Regions from separate parts of the Sus scrofa genome. Here region 1 is linked to region 2. Evidence: chromatin contacts called from public Hi-C data. All regions are on one chromosome and are shown on one strand. Each heading gives the region's core, a stretch centred on a gene start, on an enhancer-like site or on the middle of the called end of the contact. The rest is flanking DNA. Distances are from core to core; before and after follow the strand shown. Region 1 has its middle 16 kb from the start of KSR1. Region 2 has its middle 54 kb from the start of WSB1.

What was found. A called contact is a pair of places that touch in the nucleus more often than the background predicts.
Region 1: a Hi-C map of liver shows a contact between it and region 2, with 3 times the contacts expected there. The contact joins two enhancer-like sites. A contact is called at or near these places in 1 of 5 promoter capture datasets (liver), 20 of 47 Hi-C or Micro-C datasets (alveolar macrophages, blood, embryonic fibroblasts and 12 more) and 2 of 2 datasets of contacts at active chromatin or transcription factors (alveolar macrophages and skeletal muscle).

Annotation. Positions count from the first base shown.
Region 1 is chr12:43,908,137-43,914,730 of Sscrofa11.1, reverse strand. No RefSeq gene overlaps it. Among named protein-coding and RNA genes, the nearest start is that of KSR1, 16 kb to the left of the region's middle. Within about 2 kb of position 4,885, at least 32 of the 83 cell types and tissues checked have an H3K27ac peak or open chromatin away from gene starts, as enhancers often do. A contact at or near this core is called in alveolar macrophages, fetal liver, liver and 4 more, where this site is marked.
Region 2 is chr12:43,827,891-43,835,153 of Sscrofa11.1, reverse strand. No RefSeq gene overlaps it. Among named protein-coding and RNA genes, the nearest start is that of WSB1, 54 kb to the left of the region's middle. Within about 2 kb of position 5,128, at least 28 of the 83 cell types and tissues checked have an H3K27ac peak or open chromatin away from gene starts, as enhancers often do. A contact at or near this core is called in alveolar macrophages, fetal liver, liver and 4 more, where this site is marked.

The DNA of each region.
Region 1 (6,594 bases), core at 3,636-6,135, 80 kb before region 2:
TTGCGGCACAGCGGAAACAAATCCGACTAGTATCCACAAGGATACGGATTCAATCCCTGGCCTCCCTCAGTGGGTTGGGGATCCAGCATTGCCGTGAGCTGCGGGGTAGGTGGCAGATTTGGCTCAGATTCCACGTTGCTGTGGCTGAGGTGTAGATCGGCAGCTGCAGCTCCAATTTGACCCCTAGCCTGGGAACTTCCATATGCCACAGGTGCGGCCCTAAAAAGCAAAAAAGAAAAGAAGAGAAATACGTCCCATCCAGTTTTCATGTGTCGATGTTTTACTCAAGACTGCATTTTTAGCTGGATCTTAAAGAATATGAATATGTTCTAAATTCATGATCAGTGGTCTAATACATTAAAAAAAAAAAGAATTCTGGGAGTTCCCTGGTGGCCTGTTGGGTTAAGTATCTGTCATTGGCACTCCTGTGGCACAAATTCAGTCCCTGGCTGGGAACTTCCGCATGACCTGGGTTTGGGAAAGGAAAGAAAAAGAGAAGAAAGGAAAAAAAGAAAGAGAGAAAAGAAAGAGAAAGGGAAGGAGGAAGAAAGGAAGGAAGGCGGGAAGGAGGGAGGGAGAGAGAGAGAAACAAACAAACAAAAAAATTAGGGAAATCTTTGCCTGATACTCAGATGGAAACAGTTCTGTAAGCAGAAAGCAAAGGGGGAAAGAATAACGCAAACATCAAAAGTTGAGATCACATAGAAAAGTATCAATTTAAAAAAAGTGTATGTGCCCAAAAAATCACCAAAACCCAAATCGAGGTAAATTCTAAGCTTAGAAAAATATTTGCAACACATGGCAGATTCAATGTGTGCAAGAAAATCAGTAAGAGAAAAAAGAAAAAGAAAATGGACAGGAGATGTGAATAATCCACTCACAAAAGGGGAACCACAGATGTTCGCATCTATTTTTAAAATGCAGCAGACACGTGATCTCAGGGATGCGGAAAGCAGGAACCCAAGCCAGGCTTTCACCAGAAAAGGGCGGTGGCCCCCTCCATGCTCCCTGACAGGCCTGCCCAGGGAGCGGGCTTGGGTGTGCCCAAGCTTGCCCTTTACCCAGGCTCTGGGAGACAATTCCATCCTTTGTTGAGGCTTCACCCAGAACTTAGCCAAGCCCTCAGGGAGGTGGTGACCCGCCTCCCTCTTTACCAGGGCAGCCTGGCTCCGGGGATCGGGATCGTAGGGCCAGCTCGGAGGGAGTTGGGCCAGGTCCCCAGGGCCGCGGCCACCGGGGGGCGGTGCTGTCCAAGGGACGTGCCAGCCTCCGGCCAGCGCAGGCACAGCAAAGGCCCCTTTCTTCTCAGGGAGATGAGTCACAGGAGTCAAGGCCCCAGTCAGAAACGCCGCGGATCCAAGACGAAGGCGGAGGAGAGCCGGGGGCCGCAGGGCGGCGCTTGGGAGTCGCCCCGGGCGCCTGCTCTGGCCGCATCTGCTGCTCCTGGGGCGAGGCCGGAGCGCCGGGAAACTGGGTCAGGCCAGTGGCCTAGTTTGCTGTTGAGCATCAGTCAGCCTGTGGCAGGATGTGAATGGGACCGGGCATCTCCATTTCCTTCCTGGCTCACTCATGTGACACATATCTGAGGAGTCCCTAAGTGCCAGGCAGGTCAGGAGACATTCTGACAGGCAGTTTCTAGGGCACTTCTAAAGCCTGGACCACAGGAGTTCAGAATGTGTGATCTCAGGCTCCTGGAGACGCTGGACAGGTCCCCAAATCACCGGTCTCCCCATTACATCTCAAGTTCAGCTGCCCAACATCTCATCCTGGCACTGGATTGCCTTGGGCTCCACCTCTCCGACTGCCTGCCGGGGGATGTTCTCACTCTAACCCCCTGCCCCTACACACACCGCACATCCTACTCATTGGGGCCTGGGTTTGTATCCCAGGCTGCTGCCGCCACTCACCCCCCAAGCCCGACCAAGCCCATCCAGTCTTCTTTCTGCTTCTGGATCTGCCCTGGGATGTCTGCAGACTGCACCTGAAGCATATGCAAGTTCCCAGGCTAGGGCTCAGATCAAACTACAGCTGCCAGCTACCCCACAGCCACAGCAAAACTGGATCTGAGACGCATCTGGGAACTCTGCAGGTTGCAGCAATGCCAGATCCTTAACCCACTGAATGAGGCTTAGGGATTGAACCTGCAACCTCATGGACACTATGTCAGGTTCTTAACCCACTGAGCCACAAAGGAAATTCCAAAAAGCCTTTCTTTCCTTTTATTTTATTTTATTTATTTGCTTTTTATGGCTGCACCCGGGACATATGGAGGTTCCCAGGCTAGGGATCCAACTGGCTATAGCTGCCGCCCTACAGCAACGCAGGATTAGAGCCGCGTCTGCAACCTACACCACAGCTCACCGCAACGTCAGATCCTTAATTCCCTGAGGGAGGCCAGGGATCGAATCGCAACTTCATGGTTCCCAGTTGGATTCGTTTCACTATGACTGGATCTTCCGGAACTCCCCCCAAAGCTTTCTTGATCTCTCCCTTCAATCTTTCAGTCACTGAAAGTCTTCTGTCTCACGGCGCTTGCTCTGCCCATGGGCAGGCACTACTGCTAAGGAGCAAGCCTGGCGATGCGTACCTGCTCTGCAGAAGGGGACCAGAGAGTGTGCTTTGAAGTGGAAGAGGCAGCGGGGTAGGGAGGGCACGGGAAGGACAGCAACACCGCCCCACATGGTTTCCCAGCATCCTCCTGGTTTCCCGGCAGCCTCCGTGCTTTCCCAGCGGCCTCCGTGCGCTCTGGCACTCTGCCCCTCCTGTGGAGGGTCCCGGTTGCTGTGGGGACTCCTGGGGAGTGAAAGCAAACAGCCCCTCACTTTCCCAGTCTGGGCTCTTCTGCCGACTTCACCTTATCTTGATAAGTTGAGTGGAGTAAAATTTAAAAGGTTTGAACCAGATCAGTGGTCTTCAGCTGGGAACATACTTCTGTGCGGCCTGTGGTAACTGAAGAAAAAAATGCACAACTTAAAAGTTGAGACTTATGTTCTTTCGCGGACATTCTGAGGACTCGAGCCGCGGAGGCCGTCTCTCAGAGCACTCGGAGGGCCGGCTCCTGAGAGGTAAGGAGGAAGCCAAGGAATACGGGCGGTTTTGCCACAAAGACCAGGTAGTCGGAACTTCAAAAGATTGCTGTTGGAGTTTCCGTCATGGCTCAGCGGAAAACGAATCTGACTAGTATCCGTGAGGACTCAGGTTCGATCTCTGGCCTTGCTCAGTGGGTTAAGGATCAGCCGTTGCAGAGAGCTGTGGTGTAGGTCGCAGACGCGGCTAGTATCCCGCTTGGCTGTGGCTGTGGCCGTGGCCGTGGCCGTGGCTGTGGCCGGCAGCTACAGCTCCCATTAGACCCCTAGCCTGGAAACCTCCCCATGCCGTGGATGCAGCCCTAAAAAAAAAAAAAAAAAAAAAAAAAAGTTTGCTGTTAATTAAAGAAAGGAGTTTAGAGCTTTACTCTCTTTCCCTTCCTTTTCTTTTTAGCTAAAAAAAAAAAAACAAAGAAAAAAGGAAAATAAACACTTATATTGTGCGATATGCCGGGCCCCATTCTGGTCTTAGTTCTTCTAATTCTCATCACAACCCTCTGAGGATGTAAACTCCTATTATCTACATTTTACAGCCAAACTGAGGCACAGAGAGCCTCGGTTCCTGCCTGAGGTCCCACAGCTAGTTAGAGAGATCAGGGGTATCCACCCTGGCAGTTTGGCTGCAGGCTTTGCTGTCAGCCAGCTGGGTTGCTTCCAGTGATAAACTCAGCAAAAAAGGCCCTGAATAGCGATCATGCCTGTGGCCCATTATAGCAATTATGAGGTCTTTTTCCTTAGCTGTTTAATTTTGCAGGTTTGTTTTTGTCTGCTTTTTATTTTTTAAAATTTAATCTATTTATTTTTTAGGGCCACACCTGGGGCACATGGAAGTTCCCAGGCTAGGGGTCCAATTGGAGCTACAGCTGCCAGCCTCCACCACAGCCACAGCAATGCGGGATCCTTAACCCACTGAGTGAGGCCAGGGATTGAACCTGCATCCTCATGGATCCCAGTCGGGTTCATTAACCATTGACCCACGAAGGGAACTCCTGCTTTTTATTTTTATTTTTATTTTTTGCCATGCCCACAGCATGTTGAAGTTCCCCAGGCCAGGGATTGAACCCACATCACAGCAGTGACAACACCAGGTCCTTAACCACTAGGCCACCAGGGAGCTCCCTTGTCTGTTTTTTAGACTGGGATTTTTTGAGGGCAGGAGCTGTGTCTTGGTTTCCCCAGTGCCAGCATGGTCTGGCATATGGCAAATGCTGAAGACACACTGAGTGAGTGAATGAGTAAAAGAATCCAAGAAGGAAGGCAGGAATGAATGAATGAGTGTGTGGTTGACAGGTGCTGAGATAGAGGGAGGCACAGGATGTCAAGGAAGCCATGATGGACAGCCACTGCTTGGGCAGAGGCAGGAATCAGGCCTGACAGGGACTATCAGTCTCTTATTTTTTTGTCTTTTTAGGGCTGCACCGACGGCATATGGAGGTTCCCAGCTAAGAGTCAAATTGGAGCCACAGCTGCCAGCCTACACCACAGCCACAGCAACGCCAGAATGGAGCCTGGTTTGTGACCTACACCACAGCTCACGGCAATGCCGGATCTTTAACCCACTGAGTGAGGCCATGGATCAAACCCTTGTCCTCGTGAATAATAGTGGGGTTACCACTGAGCCATAACAGCAACTCCTATCAGTCTCTTCTGATAGTCCCTGCCCATAGCCTGAGTATCTGGGGCCGCAGCCTCCCCTCTTACTCCCACACCCCGACCCACAGACTCTCTGCCTTCCCCTCCAGTGAAAGGAGGCTCCTCCCTGGGCTCCAGGGCTTGTGTCTTGGGGGGCAGGCAGCCAAGTTCCACTTCTCTGCCTGTGGTCCCAACCCTCCCAGATCATCTGACTGCTCACTGGAGGCCCACAGTGGGGTGTGGCTGCGTTTAAGACCTTTGGCATTTCTTTTAGGAAAACAAAACAAAACTAAAGTAAAAACAAAGTTCCCGCTGTGGCAGGATGGGTTAAAGATCCAGCGCTGCTGCAGCTGGGACAAAGGTCACAGATGCGGCTCAGATTCAGTCCCTGGCCCAAGAAAGAAAGAAAGAAGGACGGAAGGAAGGGGAAAAAACCTAAAAACCAAACCGTCGCAGAACACACTAAAAAATTCTCTCATTTGCCTCCTGGGGGAAGGGGATGATCATAAACACCCAAGGTCCCTACTGCTGTGGACGTGTGCTCTTTTAGGCATAATAATAAAAGACTAGGCCCCACACTAAATGCTTTTGGGGCTTGCTCTCAATTAATCCCAATAATCCTGGGTTTAGGTACTACAATGAGTCTAATTTCACAGATTGGGAAAAGGAGGTTCAGAGAGGCTAAGGGACTTGCCCCAGGTTACACAACTACAGAGTACTTAATGCAAAGATTGCAAGTTATTTCTCGACTCTGAAGCTTATGATCTTATAGGTATCTAACCAGACTCTTCCTTGGCCTTGTCTGAGGATATGTCAATGTCCGTGGCCTTTCAGTAATTTTTTGTGCCAAAAACAGGCCAAAGTGAACCACTTTCTATAGAAAAGTCCCGGATGGACACTCCACATCTCTCTCTCTCTGCCCTCTCCCCTACGCCCTCAGTTGCAAAATGAGATACCATGCATGGGATCTTCTATGTTATTTCTGGGAGAAGGAATAGTATGCATTGTCATTTTTGTATTTTTTCCATATAGCTTGACTTTAAGAAATCATGAGCATTTATCTTTCAAAACAATGAAGTCATGAAGACATTACTTTAAAAATATGTGTGGAGGGAGTTCTTGTCGTGGCTCAGTGGTTAAAAAAACCCACCATTATCCACGAGGACTTGGGTTTGATCCCTGGCCTTGCTCAGTGGATTAAGGATCTGGTGTTGCCGTGAACTGTGGTGTAGGTCACAGACACAGCTCAGAGCTGCTGTGGCTGTGGCGTAGGCTGGCAGCTGTAGCTCCAATTCGACCCCCTAACCTGGCAAACTCCATACACCATGGGTGTGGCCCTAAAAAGACCAAAACATTTTTTTAATTAAAAATAAATATATGTGATTAACCTATTTTGCTCTGCCTGCCTGAAAGCTCAAAATTGAACTTTGTGCTCAATTGCATATTGAGTGTTTTTACCATTTCCCCCCACTCAGGGCCTGGAGTCAGAAAGCCTGGGTCTGAATCCTGACTCTGCCATTTACTATCAGTTTTGGTAAGTTAGTGAACCTCTCTATACTTTAGTTTCTTGATTTATAAAGGGGGGGGGGTGAGAATATCTGCTTCATTAGGTTATGGTGATTAAATTATACTGGTTACTCATCTAGGACAATGCTTGGATCATAGTAAAAGTCTATAAATGTTAGCTATTTTGCGATTTTATTAGATTTTCATTGACTGAATTTCATTGTCAAGCCATTTTTCAGGAAGGGCTCATGGATCCCTTCACTTCCCTATGTCTCACCCTTCAGTTACCATCTGTTTTTGGTGTCTTCTACTCCTGACATTTCTATAACACCCCATGGGACCTTTTAATTGTATATAAATTCCACTGTTT
Region 2 (7,263 bases), core at 3,879-6,378:
ACCAGTATCTGCTGTTCAGCAAAATGCAGATTCTACTCTTTAAAAAAAAAAAGATTTCAAACAGCCAATACATCCCACAATGGTGGACTAGTTTAATTCATTTTTAATTAATTATGCTTCATTCATACAGTGGAACACTATGCAGATGCTAAAAGGAATTAGACAGGCATTAAATACTGATATGGAATGATCACCAAGATGTATTTTTAAGTGAAAAAAAGCAAGGTGCAGAAAGGTGTATGTAGTGTTCCACCATTTGTCTGAAAGAGGGAAGCTCAGAAAGTTAAATATCCTGAGTTGCTGTGGCTGTGGTGTAGGCCGGCAGCTCCAGTTCCAATTCAAAGCCTAGTCTGGAAACCTCCGTATGCTGCAGGTGGAACCCTAAAAAAAAAGAAAAAAAAAATCTCATTGGAGACTGTGGGAACAGGCCTTGTTCCCTGAAGGTGATGACTCCTTAGCCTGATGGGGAAGGAGCTAATTTTTTCTTGTCAAGCTCCCTAATGTCCTCATTTAAAGGATTTTCTCTGGCATTTTTTGGTTTCCCAGAGGAAAATCCCTAATATACTACCTAAGATGTAACAACCTGGTTACAAGCTTTCTGGAAGCAGCCAAGAATGGGGAGGAAAGGGAGGCTGAGGTCCAACCATTTGTCTAAGCATTTCATCTTACCGTTTTCAGTCCAAGGCTTGTGTCTTTGCCCTATCCCCTCCCCTCCCTGAAGCTCTTTAATTTAGTCTACATTTGGGCCTGGGGGTGGTCTTACAGATTTTCCATTAATTCCCCTGTTTTCACACTCATCCAGACCTTCCCTGTACTGTACCTTATAGCCCTGACCTCTTAGAAGTTCAGAGGGAAACCCCCCAATTCTCACCAGTCTCCCATCTGCAAACACTTTAGTTTCAATTTTCCTCTGCTCTGCTAGACCCTTTATTACTCCTTTGCCTTCCCCCAAAACCTTGAAATTTCTTTTTTTTTTTTTTTCTTTTTGGCCACACCCACGGCATGCAGAAGTTCCAGGGCCTGGGATCAAACCCATGCCACAGCATCTACCCAAGCAGTGACAACACTGGATCCTTAAGCCCCTGAGCCACAAAGGACCTCCTTGAAATTTCTTTTTTTTTTTTTTTTTTTGTCTTTTTGCCATCCCTTGGGCCACTCCCGCGGCATATGGAGGTTCCCAGGCTAGGGGCGGAATCAGAGCTATAGCTGCCCACCTACACCAGAGCACAGCAATGCCAGATCCAACACCGAATATCTAACCCCCTGAGCAAGGCGAGGGATTGAACCCGCAACCTCATGGTTCCTAGTCGGATTCGTTAACCACTGAGCCACGATGGGAACTCCTGAAATTTCTTATCTGTCTTCTCTCCTATTTGTTTTGTCCTAAAGGCTTTTTTTTTTTTTTTTTTTTGCTTTTTAGGCCCACACTCACAGCATATGGAGGTTCCCAGGCTAGGGTTCGAATCAGAGGTGTAACTGCTGGTGTATGCCACAGCCACAGCAACGCCAGATCTGAGCCTTGTCTGCAACCTACACCACCACAGCTCATGGCAACGCCAGATCCTTAACCCAATGAATGAGGCCTAGGATTGAACATGCCTCCTCATGGATACTAGTCAGATTTGTTTCCTCTGAGCCATGATGGGATCTCCTGTTTTTGTTTTAATTTTAGTTTTAGTTGTGTCTCTACAAGAAGATAAGAAAATCTGTAATCAATCTGCTCCATTTAACTGGACATTTTCCTGAAACACAGTGTAAGCCTCCATAAAACACATCTGTGGGCAAGATTCAGGGCGTCATCAGTTTCAACCAAGATACCCCCAGTGTGGCTCCAACACATGGCTCAAAGCTAGCTGCCAACTAAACAAGATCTTGCCTGGATGGAGAGGCAGAGCCTAGGGATTTGGGGAAAACCTGACATAGAGCAAAACGCCATAAAAGGTTTAAAGATTGAACATTAAATTCAAATATACTTACATGGCAGCTGCAATCTGATTAGGTTTATCTGGTGTCTGGTATTGACCTGGAGTGTCAGGATTTTTAGCTTCTTGTCTAATTGGATATTTAGCTGAGCATATAAATATCCTTTATTTTATCAAGAATATTTCTTAAAAAAAAAAAAAGAATATTTCTTGGGAGTTCCTTGGTGATGTAGGGGTTAGGATTTGGTGCTTTCACTGCTGTGACCTGGATTCAATCCCTGGCCTGAGAACTGAGATCCCACATCAAGGCTCTGTACACCATGGCCAAAAAAATATTTTTTTTATTAAAAAAAAAACAAGAATATTTCTTGATTGGGAAAACATCTGGTGTGTATGGTTTCTGTATAGATAAGCAGTTTCCTTTATTTTTTATTTTTTAATTTTTTTTGTCTTTTTGTATTTTCTAGGGCTGCACCCAAGGCATATGGAGGTTCCCAGGCTAGGGGTCTAATTGGAGCTATCATCACCAGCCTACGCCAGAGCCATAGCCACACTAGATGTGAGCCGCATCTGCAACTTACACCATGGCTCATGGCAATGCTGGATCCTTAACCCACTGAGTGAGGCCAGGGATTGAACCTGAAACCCCATGGTTCCTAGTTGGATTCGTCAACCACTGAGCCATGATGGGAACTCCAAGCAGCTTTTTTAGATTAAGCACAGGAAGGTGAGAATACCCAGGAATACTACAACTTTTGCAAGGCATTGGACTTTAGTTGAACTAATTCAGTGTTAACGAGTAATGCTGGTCTCTAGCAAAGGCATAAAATGAGTTTTCAATGGAATGAGTGATGTGGGGCCCACACATGGGACACAAGTGTTTGAAATCTTTCGAAAGTAATTTTTATGTTTTTCTATATTCAGTAGAATTGGTCCCCCCAAAGGTAACTGTTTCTAAATGAATTTGTGTGTGTGTATGTCTTTTTAGGGCCTCACCCGCAGCATATGGAGGTTCCCAGGCTAGGGGTCAAATCAGAGCTGTAGCTGCTGGCCTACACCACAGCCACAGCAACGCAGGATCCGAGTCACATTTGTGACCTACACCACAGCTCACAGCAATGCCAGATCCTTACCCCACTGAGCAAGGCCAGGGATCGAACCCAAGTCTTCACGGTACTAGTCAGGTTCCTTACTAATGAGCCACGACAGGTGAATGGGGGTAGTACCAGCAGCTTTGGTTCCATTTACCAAGGAAGCAAAAATTTTCCCAGAAGCTCCCAGAATTCTTCAGTTTCTACTTTATTGGCCAGAACTATGTCATGTGACACTCTTAGCTGCAAGAGAGTCTAGGAAATGGAGTATTTCCACCCCTAGACTCTGAAGCCCATCCCCAGACTTTGAGTGAAGAGTCTTGTTTCCTAGGATGATTCAAAAGGGAATTCCTAGAGTTCCCGTTGTGGTGCAGCAGAAACGAATCTGACTAGGAAGTGTGAGGTTTCAGGTTCGATCTCTGGGCTCGCTCGGTGGGTTAAAGATCTAGTGTTGCTGTGAGCTATGGTGTTGGTCGCACCTGGGGCTCAGATCTGGTGTTGCTGTGCCTGTGGTGTAGGCCAGCAGCTAAAGCTCCAGTTCGACCCCTTGCCTGGGAACCTCCATATGCTGTGGGTGTGGCTCTAAAGGAAAGAAAGAAAGAGAGAGAGAGAAAGAGAGAAAGAAAGAAAGAAGGAAAAGAAAAAAAAAAGTGAATTCTTTAGGAGTTCCCATTGTGGTTCAGCAATAATGAACCTGATTAGTAGCCATGAGGACGCTGGTTCGATCCCTGGCCCCACTCAGTGGGTTAAGGATCCTGCATTGCTGAGAGCTGTGGTGTAGGACACAGATGTGGCTCAGATCCCAAGTTGCTGTGGCTGTGGTGTAGGCCAGCTGCTGTAGCTCCAATTCGACCCCTAGCCTGGTAACTTCATATGCCATGGGTGCGGCCCTAAAAAGACAAAAAAAAAAGTGAATCCTTTAACATTTGACAATGTCTGTGCTAATGCTATCAGAATTCACTGATGGGATTTAGAGGCACGGGTTAAACCATATCCCTCGTCTAGGGCTGAGTTCTAAACTACTGAGACTTAAAGGAGTAAAGCAGGTGTTGGTTGCAATATCCCCTTCATAGCTGATTGAAACAAGGATGGAGGCTGTAGATTTAGGTGAACTGGGCAACAACCAAGTTCCTAATAAACACCCTAGAATTAGGCATTCCCCCCAACCCCAGTCGGAAGACGTACTGGAAGCCCTGAGCCTTGCTGCAGGGCTCGCTCCTTTACAACTATGTTTGCAGCTGGCCAGCTGGCAGGAGACCCCACTGGAAGGAAAACAGGAGGCGAGGCTTAGACAGCCCTCCCCAGCCTGCCAACCCACCTCCTCTTCCCAAGAGAGGCTTGTGAGACAGGGCGAGAAGCCAGGAGGGTGTGACAAGTGGAAAGTAGTCTTTCCCTGACCCCTCAACTTATCTAGATTATACATTTCCCTTTCTTCCTCCAGGTTAATTCTCTTCTCCGTGTTGTAGATGATATGTCCATTACAGTCCAGTCCTGCCTGCATTCAGAGTAGGAGCATAACATGCGTTCACCTCTTTTCTTCCCCCTCCCCACTCAAACCATCTCTCAATGAAGGTTGGGAGAAATGAACCTTCCCTTCCTCCTGGAACATATTCCGATTTCATTTCTCCTTGAGATTGCTCAATTTCCTTTCCTGTGTTTGCAGTTTCCCCAAGCATGTGACTTGCATTTGGCAACTCTTATCCTGGGGCTGTGGGATAGTGGAGTTTTTATGGCTCACACATCACATTTTTGCACCATGAAGTCGAATTTTAGTTTGATCCACCTGTGCCCTGTCCCTGCTGAGGGCTCTCCTCTCTCTAGCAGCGCCAGGGCCAGTCCTGTCTTCCTTGTGCCCCAGTTCCAGTAGCTGGGGGACATTTCTCTCCCTCTCTGTCCCCACTCTGCACCCCCGCCCCTTTTTTTGGCCAGCCAGCATCTCTTATGTTAAGAGGACTCTCCACTTACGGTTTTATTAAGAGGAACCACCTGCCTCCCACTAGAGAAACTGAAAATGTTACCCTTTCTCTTTTCCACCCTCCCCGTTGCATCTAGATCCTGGGTGTATAGTCCAAGGCTCACCAGTCAGAGGGATCTGCGCATGGCCTGGGCAAACAGGGGCCAGAGGGTATCCACTCTCAGGGGTGGAGGGCGTGGCCAGATCTGGATTCCTGGCACAGTGGGGGCGGCAGGAGCAAACTGTGGCACACACGAAGTTTCCGTCTGGGGTGGTGTTCCTGTCTGTGTAGCTTTGAGCTGAGTTCTCAAGCGTCCTGATGGCTCCGTGAGCTGCCCATTAACCTTTTTAGACACTTTCTTCTTAAGTCAGTTATTCCATTTCTATGGCTTCTAGCTGGGAACTGTGACAGTTACACAGTAACTGAGTCCCTGACCTGTCCTCCCAAGCCTGACTTCTTCATCAGTTCCTACTTGAAGTGAGAAAAGGGACACAACTGCATCTCAGGATGGATATTAATATACTCGCATTGTTCTCTTATGTGGGGGAGGCTGTACTTGGAAATTGCTCTCAACCCAGAGTCAAAACCGTGTGCTTTAGCCTTCATTTTGTCAAAACTCACCTGGTAACCTTAGGCGAGTCATTACACCTCCATGGATTTCCCCACTTTTCAGATGGTCTAGGAGAAGATACCAGTAAACGATGCCACATTTCTACATGTTCCTGAGCCTGTGTCTCATCACAGTGCCTCTGTTCAATAGGGTGTTTTTGGTTTATCCTGTAATAACCTGTAATTACAGTTCAAGCAAGAAAGCTTGATGAATGATTAATTTTCTTGCTCTGTGCCTGTCCTGGTTTCCAACCCCAGACTCAGATATACCCTAGTTTTTGTTTGTTTGTTTTTTGACTTTTTAGGGCTGCACTTGCAGTGTATAGAAGTTCCCAGGCTGGGGGGTCGATTTGGAGCTATAGCTTCTGGCCTGTGCCACAGCCACAGCAATGTGGGATCCGAGCCACGTCTGAGACCTACAACACAGCTCTCAGCAACACCAGATCCTTAACCCACTGAGTGGGGCCAGGCATCCAACCTGCGTCCTCACAAGTGCTCGTTGGGTTTGTTACCATTGAGCCATGATAGGAACTCCCTATCCTAGCTTTAAAAGCCCAAGAGCTGGAACTCTGCAAAAGAAGAGTTAAAATGTGTGTATTCCAACTATGCATAGGGACTCGGTCTAGGAATCCTCTTTATCTGGGATGGTGATGGTTTATGAAATCAGTCTGGGCTTGGGGCTTGAGTCCTGTCTCCAAGTAGTCCTGAGCAAGGACAGCATACAGGTTCCCACACACTGCTTCTTGCTGCCAACTAACAGGTTGGGGCTGGCCTTCCTTCAAGAAGGTTGTTTCTCAGGACCAGAAGCCATGTCTTAGGTGGATTTCATGTCCCCTCTTGCCCCCCTCACTCTGACTTTTAGGTCCCTGTATGTATGTAGAACATCTCTGTGGGATCACCAAGAAAGCAACAGCGTAGGGGCTTCAGGTAAGACTGATGCTGGGAGGAAGTGAGAGACTTAATCTTCTCTGTCTACTCTTGAATATTTGATCATGAACACAATGTAATTATTTTATACTGCTTAAGAAAAAAAAAAACTCGCATCTCCATTTTTATTTCATTTCGTGGCGGTACGCTAATGTATTTGTTCAATCCTCTCTTTGGGGACATTCTGATTTCTCTATCTGGTTAGGGATTATTACTTCTCTTCAACCTGGGAATGCCTCCCAGAGGAGGTGACGTCTGACGAATCAATAGGAGTTAAGTCAGGTGAGGGAAAGGTATTTCAAGCAGACAGACGCATCATGAAGGTGTGAGAGCATGGGCAGGTGAGAAAATGCAAGGAGTGGGGAGGAGGAGTTGACGTAGACCAGCCCCCAGGGATGGGCTAGGCCATTTAGGGCTCCTAAAGCCCCGTGATAGAAAGTGGAATCCCTTATCCCAGACACAATGGGAGGCCACGGGAAGGATTTGAGGTTGAGGAGTGATACTGTTCAACTCTATCAGTCACTCCCCATGGCTTGTGGGAAAGACAGCTGAGTTCTCATCTCCCGGGACCCTCCAATGGTGTGATCATGGGACTCCCACCAGACCATCAGGTTTATACTCCTATTTGTGGGACAGTCAGTGTCTTGGCCATTTAGAGATGGAACGTCTTTAAAAGGTCAGTGACGCTGCCCTAGATGATATCCTGCGTGATGCTCATGGGGCATCTCATGGAATCAGATTTTTAATGATGGGGAAAGC